Regions from separate parts of the Capsicum annuum genome. Here region 2 is linked to region 1. A link is a contact called in public Hi-C data. All regions are on one chromosome and are shown on one strand. The core of a region is the stretch at or near the end of the contact, and the rest is flanking DNA. Distances in the headings are between cores, read along the strand shown. Region 1 overlaps LOC107863521 (a long non-coding RNA gene). Region 2 holds the start of LOC107863520 (leucine-rich repeat receptor-like protein kinase TDR).

Region 1 (4,340 bases), core at 797-3,296:
GTAGCAACATTTTGCAAAAATACAAAATATAACTTGCTGTATTATGAATTATGAAACTGTTGCTATGAAACTCATAATTAAGGGGATAAGCATGTTATTTCTGAATTTTGCCCTATTTTTTTTATTTAAAGTAGTACATATATATTGTATGGTACGTATATATGTGTGTATATTTTCTATAGACTCTAAAGTAGTATATATTTAACGTATACATGTGTATATGTTTTATAAATTAGTATATAATTATATATATAGTGTGTGTATATATTGTAGTATATTTTATTAAAAGTAGTACATATATATTGAATGATACGTATATATGTGTATATATATCTTCTATAGAATCTAAAGTAGTGTATATTTAACGTATACATGTGTATATGTTTTATAAATTAGTATATATATCATTATATTGTAGTATATATTTTGGAGCATATTTTTTAAAGTAGTACATATATTGAATTGTACATATATATGTGTATATATAGAATATAAACTCTAAAGTAGTATATATTTAACGTATACATGTGTATATGTTTTATAAATTATATATATAGTGTGTGTATATATTGTAGTATATTTTATTTAAATTAGTACATATATATTGAATGATATGCATAAATGTGTATATATCTTCTATAGACTCTAATGTAGTGTATATTTAATGTATACATATGTATATATTTTATAAATTAGTATATATATCATTATATTGTAGTACATATATTGTAGTATATTTTATTGAAAGTAGTACATACATATTGAATGATATGTAATGTGTATATATCTTCTATACTCTAAAGTAGTATATATTTAACGTATACATGTGTATATATTTTATAAATTAGTATATATATCGTTATATTGTAGTATATATCTTGTAACATATGTTTTATTTAGAGTAGTATATATATAACTAATGTATCGGCATATACGCAATTACATGTGTAATTGTGTTTATGTTTTTAAATTCTAATGTACTACATATAGTGGATATATGTTGTTTAACGTATTTAAAATGTATATAGGTGGGTATATATAGTGTATATTGGAGAAAAAACTTTTAATTTTTTTTTTGTTTTTGACCGGTTGATCGGATTTTGGACCGGTTTTAGATGGGTTGGACCGGGTTAGGTTAAGTGGGCCGATTCAGGGTTGTTTTTTTTAAAAAATACTATTGGGCCCGAAACCAGATCAGCCCATTTAACCAGATCCGAATCCTGACCGGCCCACAAACCGGATAAACTCAACGGGCCGGTTCCGGATTGAGCCAGCCTGGCCCACTTAACAGCCCTAGTCATGTGGAAGAAACGTACTTGCTCTATCCACGAGACAGTATAATTAAGTGACGCTCAGAGTGGAGAACAAAAAGTGGTCATTGGCAATCATACACTTTTCATTTGCATGCTTATTGCGCCCCCTAGATATATCATGCAACTAGTGGTTAAACTGTACAATACATTAAAATGGTAAATATTTATGTACCACCAAGTCTTTACGTCTAACTAATCAATTAACCTTAAGAATCAACATTCGATGAAAATGTGTATCCCTAACCAAGTGTTAAAAAGTATGTATGAATATGTTAATTACACAATAAAAGTGAAGGCTTCTTTGACCTTGTAATGGCACCAGAGTTCAACTTGGGTAAAAATCGTCAAAAGTAGAAGAATTTAAACTTCACCATGGTCGACCTAAGTGAACAGTTGGATAATATACACTACCACTAAGGTACATTAAATACACGGTACACCATCAGAATACCTCTGGTTAAAACAAAAACACCCCTATTATTGACTAGGACTACAAAGTTACATCGAGTTCCCTCTCTCTATCTTTCCTCTTTAGTTAATCCCCCGCCCCCACTTTTGTTTCTCCATGGTTTCGTAAAGCTTCTCACTATTTTGCTTTTAGAAATCAAAGGACACACTGTCTTCATGGAATCCATCTAATATCTGTAATTTCAAGCAAGGTGCATGAATTCCAACCAAACGACCGAAACTTCAAACGAATAATCATCTATGTTTAGAAAATTTAAGCTTGTTCACTTTTTCCTATCCATTGGAAACTGGCCTATGCGCCAAGTCTACTTGATCATCACAAGCTTCATTTCCTCACTTTGGTTACTTTATCTGCTCAAACTTTCAAAGCATATAATCATAAAATGTTGCCACTGCAGGTCACTCAAGAGTTGTTTTGAAAAAAAGTTGTAGGGACATTAGACATACATCCATGGGAGTTTCCATGACCGACCACTTATTTCCTTAACTTAAACTCTATCATACTTAGTTCTACTTGACCAAGTTTCACTGTTATATCAGGATCAGTCTGTGAAGTTGCATAAAGAGGGAGCACGATTTTATCTACAAGTGGAGCCAAATAAAGTATCTGGAGGCAATCCACACAATGATAAAGAGAATTGACATGATGAGTACATCAAAATCTATACAGGATGACCTTAAACGTACATATGCAGTATCCTATGATACTGAACATAACTTTTTTGGGTAATAAACAAACAATAGTAAAGCCTGCGAACAGATTTTGAACATAGAATTTATTCACTTACTATATAGTAATTACGCCTTAACAATTCTGCATGAAGTTCCACTTGATCTCGAAATACAAAGGAAGAAAAACCAAAGAAAAGGTATGATGGCAATGCAACAAAACCACCAGCTAGTAATGCAGCATTTTAGTACCACTTTGTTACTGCTGCAACTGAACAAATGTTCGGAAAGAACTATATCAAAGCAGAAGCACCAGCAAGTTGATACCTCTTTGTATTTAGGTAAGAATGGTTTGTACGTGTCACCTACAAGAGCAAGGGAAAATGTAGAATTAGATTGCATAAGATACTTGTACCAGCATAAAGATTAAACTGAATTTTGATAAAATAAAAATGTTTTAAAAAAAGTGCCTGTCAGTGAAGCGCGATTACTCAATATAAATTACTTTGTATAACTCGATAATGATATTGCAATCAATGCTTTTCTTTTTCTTTTTTAAAAAAAAAAAGAAAACAAAAAAGCCATCACCAATGGTTGAGGTTCATTGGTTTGGGGGTTAGGCTTGAACAATATCATGTCTATAAAGCTATGCAAATGTCTTCCAGAGGAGGTGAAAGGATTTAGCCTATACAGATCCTTTCATTGCAATCAATGTAAAGAGAACATCAGACTCAAACATCACCCCGCCTTAGGAGAATACAACTAAGCTGAAAGTAAATTACAGAGTTAAAGGCTAATCTTCCTAAATATCTTTTAAATGGGTTAAGTCATTAATGATGTACTGTCATTCATGATTAAACTGGATCTGAAAATTTACATCCTTCTGAACTGGAGAAGGGCCTAATAATTGATCTGAATAATTATATCATGGATTCTGGTATTGCTCAATTTTCCCTCGAACCAAAGGATTCACAAACCTGCTCGCAGCTTAAGCAATTCCAAAAAAGGGCAGCCTGATGCACTAAATCTCCCGCTATGTGGGGGGTCCGGGGAAGGGCCGAACCACAAGAGTTTATTGTACGGAGCCTTACCTTGCATTTTTGCAAGAGTCTGTTTCCACGACTTGAAACCGTGACTTCGAGGTCACATGACAGCAACTTTACCAGTTACTCCATGGTAAGAGCTAAAAATAGAAGGAACATGAACCGGAAAATAGATCATCAGTAAAGAGGAATTCCCTATACCGGTAAAATTTGCGTTAGAATTGAAATAAAACAATGAAAATATGCACTAACAAGTTGAATGTTGTCTCACTGTTGACAAAACAAATGCTAATCATGTTTTCACTAAACTTACGCTCTTACCAGCACACAGAGGTACCATGTCAAAGCGAACCTCAAGATAGAGCATCCATAAGTATGAGCCTTGATGGTGGGAGTAGATTGACCTCTAGAGTGACTTTATTCTTTAGTCTCCCTGAAACCTATAATTTCATTAATAAAAAGGTCGTCTCACGACGACAGCAGAAGATCTAGAAAGATAACACAATATCAGAAACTCAAAGAACTCATACAGGGAGAGGCATAAGAGGAAATCTATTTTGCTAGACAAGACTGCTATGCATATAGCATCGAGCCTGTTCAACAGTCCCATGCACATAGAGTTTTAAAGCCTCTACATACATAATAAGTGCTGCTACAATGAAGCAGGTTATTTCCACGGAAAAGTGAATGCAAAAAGTTCTCAATAAGTTATCCCGACACAGAAATATCTTTTCTGAGATTACAGTGATCATTTCAAAAGAAGCAGAATGGTGCATTCAGAGGGCTGTGCAACCAAGGCATATGTGCATGAGGGTGAACCGTTAAAATAATCCATAAAAGGAAAATG
Region 2 (4,340 bases), core at 1,133-3,632, 200 kb before region 1:
TGAACCCATTCCGAGGATCTTGTCTGTCATTGTCAAGCACTCCAGTACATCATGCGCCGTGAAGTTCAATCTCTGAAATGCGGTTAATTTCCACGGGCCAACTTCTCTGTCAGCTGAAAATCGACGACTGTAATTTGCCTGGAAACATCGGCTGCCAGCGATAAGTACGAACAACCCGATACCGAATGCTGCTGCCATAATCCAGACAATTGCGCCGGCTGTCTTTTTGGGCTGTGGCTTAACTTCCATTGCTCCTGCTTCGAGTCCGTCGGTCCTGCAAGGCTTTTGAAGTACAGTACCACATAGGCCTTCGTTGCCGATGAAGTTGGAAGAATGTAGGCTGGAGAAAATTGAGCCTGAAGAAGGCACTGGACCAGTGAGCTGATTGTAGGATACATTGAAGCTTTCTAATGTACTGGAATTGGCAAAATGTGAAGGAATGGTTCCAGTGAGAAAATTGTGAGACAAATCAACCTCTGATATTGAAGGAATTGCAGATATTTCCCACGGAATGATACCCGTGAGCAAATTTCGTCGAAAATTCATGCAAACGAGCTTCTCACAATGCTCAATATCCCATGGAATGCTTCCTGTAAGATTGTTTCCTTCCAGCTCGATGGTGTAGAAAGCTCGACACCCTTTGAAGTTTGGGATATTCCCGACAAGGCCACTATAACTGGCTGAAAAGATTTGCAGAGTTAGCGAACTCCAGATATTATCTGGCAACTCACTGTTGAATGAATTCTCCGATATGTTCAAATAATCCACTTTAACGGAATTCCCAAAATCACTTGGAATTGGACCAGAGAAATTATTTTTACTCAAGTCCAAGTAGGATAAATTCGGCAAAAAACCAAAGCCTAATGGTATTGAACCGTTGAGTCTGTTGTTTTGAATTCTACACCGGACCAATGCAGTGCAATTTGCTAAGGAAGAAGGGAGCTCACCAATAAACTGGTTTGAGAACATGATGAGTTTAACTAAGTTTTCGCTTAGACAGAGATTTGGTGGAATGGGACCTGAGAGATTGTTTGAAGAAACATCAAGTTGTTGCAGCTTTGCATTTGAACCCAACTTCTGCGGTAAAATCCCAGTGAGTGAGTTATTCCATAGAGACAATAATTCAAGATTAGGAAGCTCACCAATGCCTTGTGGGATTTCACCTGTTAACTTATTGTTCATCAAATGCAAGAGGGTAAGCTCCTTCAATCCTGAAATTCCTTCCGGGATTGTTCCAGAAAGATTGTTGTCCGATAAGTCCAATGATTTCAGCGATGTCAATTTGGCAAAAGACAGCGGAATTGGACCAAACAAGTGGTTCTTGAATAGAAGCAGAGTTTCAAGCTTTGTCAAGTTGCCTAGCCCAACAGGAAGATTACCAGAAAGGCTTGCTTGGGAGATATCAAGATAGTTTAAATTTGACAAAAAAGAAAATTCATCAGGGACAAAACCAGTGAAGTTCTGGTAACCAATCTCCATATGTTCAAGTTGTTTCAAGAAACCCAACTCAGGCAAAACAGGACCAGTCAAACAATTTCCAGACAAGTGCAAAAACTTCAGCTTTGTTAAGCCACCATAACTTTTCGGAATTTCACCTATGAAATAGCTTCCACCAAAGTTAAGGTACTCAAGATTGGGGAGCTGAACAACTTCTTCCGGCAAAGGGCCGGTAAAATTGTTACTATAAGCATTTAGGTGTGTTAAAGACTTGAGTCTTGATACACCAGAGGGAAACGTTGAATTAAAGTTGTTGTGACTAATATCAAGAGTCTTGAGGAAAGGGAATTCAAAAATGACTGTTTGGAGAGGACCGTCAAAAGCATTTCCACTCAAATTCAGGTGGTGAAGGTGTACAAGGTTTATGATATCTGATGGAATTGTACCAGAAAGATTGCGCCTTGAAAGATCAAGTGAGGTGATTTGGTTAGTTTTCTTGTCACATTTGATGCCAGACCATGAGCACCAAATGTGAGAACCTGGTCTAGAGAAGGCAAGAGTGGGATCCCAGTCATTGAAGGTGTTCTGTTGATCATGGAAAGAGGACTTTAATGTCAAAAGAGAAATGAGTTGTAGAGGAAGATTTGAACTAGTAATGGAGAAAACAAGTGAAATTCTTGTTAAGAAGAAGAAAAATGTAATAAGAAAGAGAGGAAGGGAGTGTTGTTTCATGGTTATGCTCTTATGGGGTTATGGTGGAAATGGCAGATAAATGGAGAGGCAAATTTAAGGGAAGGAAGGTTTTGATGGTTAAGAAATGCTTTTTAGGAGTGCTGGAAACTGAGGGGGGTTTCATCATGACTAGCTTCCCCTTCAGTGGGTTTTGTTTGATCTTTGGTGTAAAGAGAGAGAAAAGAAAGCAAAACAAATTTCAAAATAAAATCCAAAAATCTTTTGTTCTTTCATTATACTTTGCCCGGCCTGCTATACCTCTTTTAAAAAAAAAAAAAATTACTTCATTAAAGTAATGATTAAAAAAATTAATTAAAATAATATTTTATTAAAATGATCTTATTAATATTTCCTTCGTTTCGTTTTGGCCCTCTTTCTTAAAAATTATGTGTTTCAATTTAGTCTTCAAAGTTATGAAATTAAAATAAGTTTATTATGTTCTTTTAATATTATTTATATTATTAAATAATTAAATAAAATAAATATACTTAAATTTATTTTATTAAAGTATAATTAATAAAATTAATTTGATAAAATAAATTTTTAATAAATATTTATTTTTAAAAAGCATAAGTCAATAAGAACCGATTATTTTTAAACAAGGAAAGGAATATTTTAGAACTGCAAGTTTGATTATTAAAAGAATCAATAAAATGAAACGTTTATTTTTTATTAGGAGTCAAATAAAATAAAACTGAGGGAGTACATTTGTACTTTTCCTCTTCTTGCTCTTTAGCTTCTGCTGCAGCTTCTGTTTTGTAACTCCCACTCTCCTCACACAATTAATCACTACTACTATTTGATAATGATAAATGTATGTGCTGCTCTGTTTTCGTTTGCTTTAATTTCTCTATTTGTCTCTCTTTGCTCAGCATTTTCACACTTATTCTGCTCTCTTGAAATACTTTTTCTTAGATTTCATTCCTCTTTTCTTTTTTAATTCTTTTCCCCACCGCTTTTGCATAATTCCTTGTGCCTTTATCTTAGCCAATCAAAAAGATTGTATATAATAGAATTTGTACAGTATTTCCTCCGACAATTTTTATTTGTTTAATTTAAAAAATTAATATATAATTTATTATTTTATTTTAAATTTTTATTATTAATTATAGATATTTTTAAAAATATGAAATTTACTATATTTAAAAAATAATACAACAAAATTTTAATTTAGATTAATTACTTTTTAGAAAATGTGTTAAATTAAATACTGCACAAATAAAAATGAGTGGAGCAATTAGTATAATGGCAATGTCTCACGCAGGATCCAATAAAGTTGGTTTTCGATTTTCCCCTTCACCACATTATTCCTTTAATCTTATTTTTTTTTCCTTAATTTTTTCGTTTGTGTAATTCTTTCCACTTTGAACAAGCAAATGAAAGCACCTTGTGACATTGGCCCATGCTGGAAGGACCACATAAATAAATCTTTAACTGGAAAATCTTTCAAAATGTTAATTTAATCATCAGGTGTCTCTAATATTAACTTGATTAGTGATGATTAATAATCAATCATCCTTCCATGTGGTCACAAGTATATATACAAACAACATCTATAATGGTCCATTATTTAAGACTAGTGTAGTTTATTAGTACAAGATTATGAATCTATTATCCACTACTCATCTCTTAAAGACAAAGCAAAGAAGGAAAAACAAAAAGAAGAAAAGAGCGAGTGACAGAGAACCTACGAAAGAAAAAAAAAATTAAAAAACCCATTACTCCAATGTGAACAAGTATAGCCTTTTTAAAGATAGTAGTACATTGGGATTCATTAAATCTGTTAAGTTTATCAGAGAACTGTTTTTAACATTTATTATTGTTACTTTCAAGTGGGAAATTTTCATTCTATCGAGGTTGAAATTCAAAGTCTAGAAAATGTAGAAGAGGAAGTAACTGGATTTCTATTCTTGCATTTAGGGCCGGCATATTTTGGATAAAATTGAAAAAATTAAAAAATTATATCGAAATTTAATTTTAATTTTAATTTTTCGGATTGATTTCGATTTTTAAATTTTCATAATTCGATTTTACGGGTTTGATTTTTGGTTTTCTTAAAAAAAAATCGATTAAACCGAAAATCGAAATTATATAAATAATAATATAATATATATATATATTATTAATTTATTATATATAATATATACTATTAATATATATATTATATTAGT

The links. Hi-C and Micro-C count contacts between places; a contact is called where the count stands out from the background.
Region 2: a Hi-C map of bud shows a contact between it and region 1, with 3 times the contacts expected there. The contact joins the promoter of LOC107863520 here to the enhancer-like site in region 1. A contact is called at or near these places in 3 of 5 Hi-C or Micro-C datasets (bud, leaf and placenta).

Annotation. Positions count from the first base shown.
Region 1 is chr3:184,069,682-184,074,021 of UCD10Xv1.1, reverse strand. LOC107863521 (a long non-coding RNA gene) reads right to left here. Exons shown (of 2, transcript XR_007053132.1): 2 at 2,411-3,926. Among protein-coding and RNA genes, the nearest start is that of LOC107863521, 10 kb to the right of the region's middle. Within about 2 kb of position 2,046, at least 3 of the 5 cell types and tissues checked have an H3K27ac peak or open chromatin away from gene starts, as enhancers often do. A contact at or near this core is called in bud and leaf, where this site is marked.
Region 2 is chr3:184,273,915-184,278,254 of UCD10Xv1.1, reverse strand. It overlaps LOC107863520 (leucine-rich repeat receptor-like protein kinase TDR), which reads right to left and starts at 2,382. Exons shown (of 2, transcript XM_016709458.2): 1 at 1-2,382. The coding sequence starts at 2,169.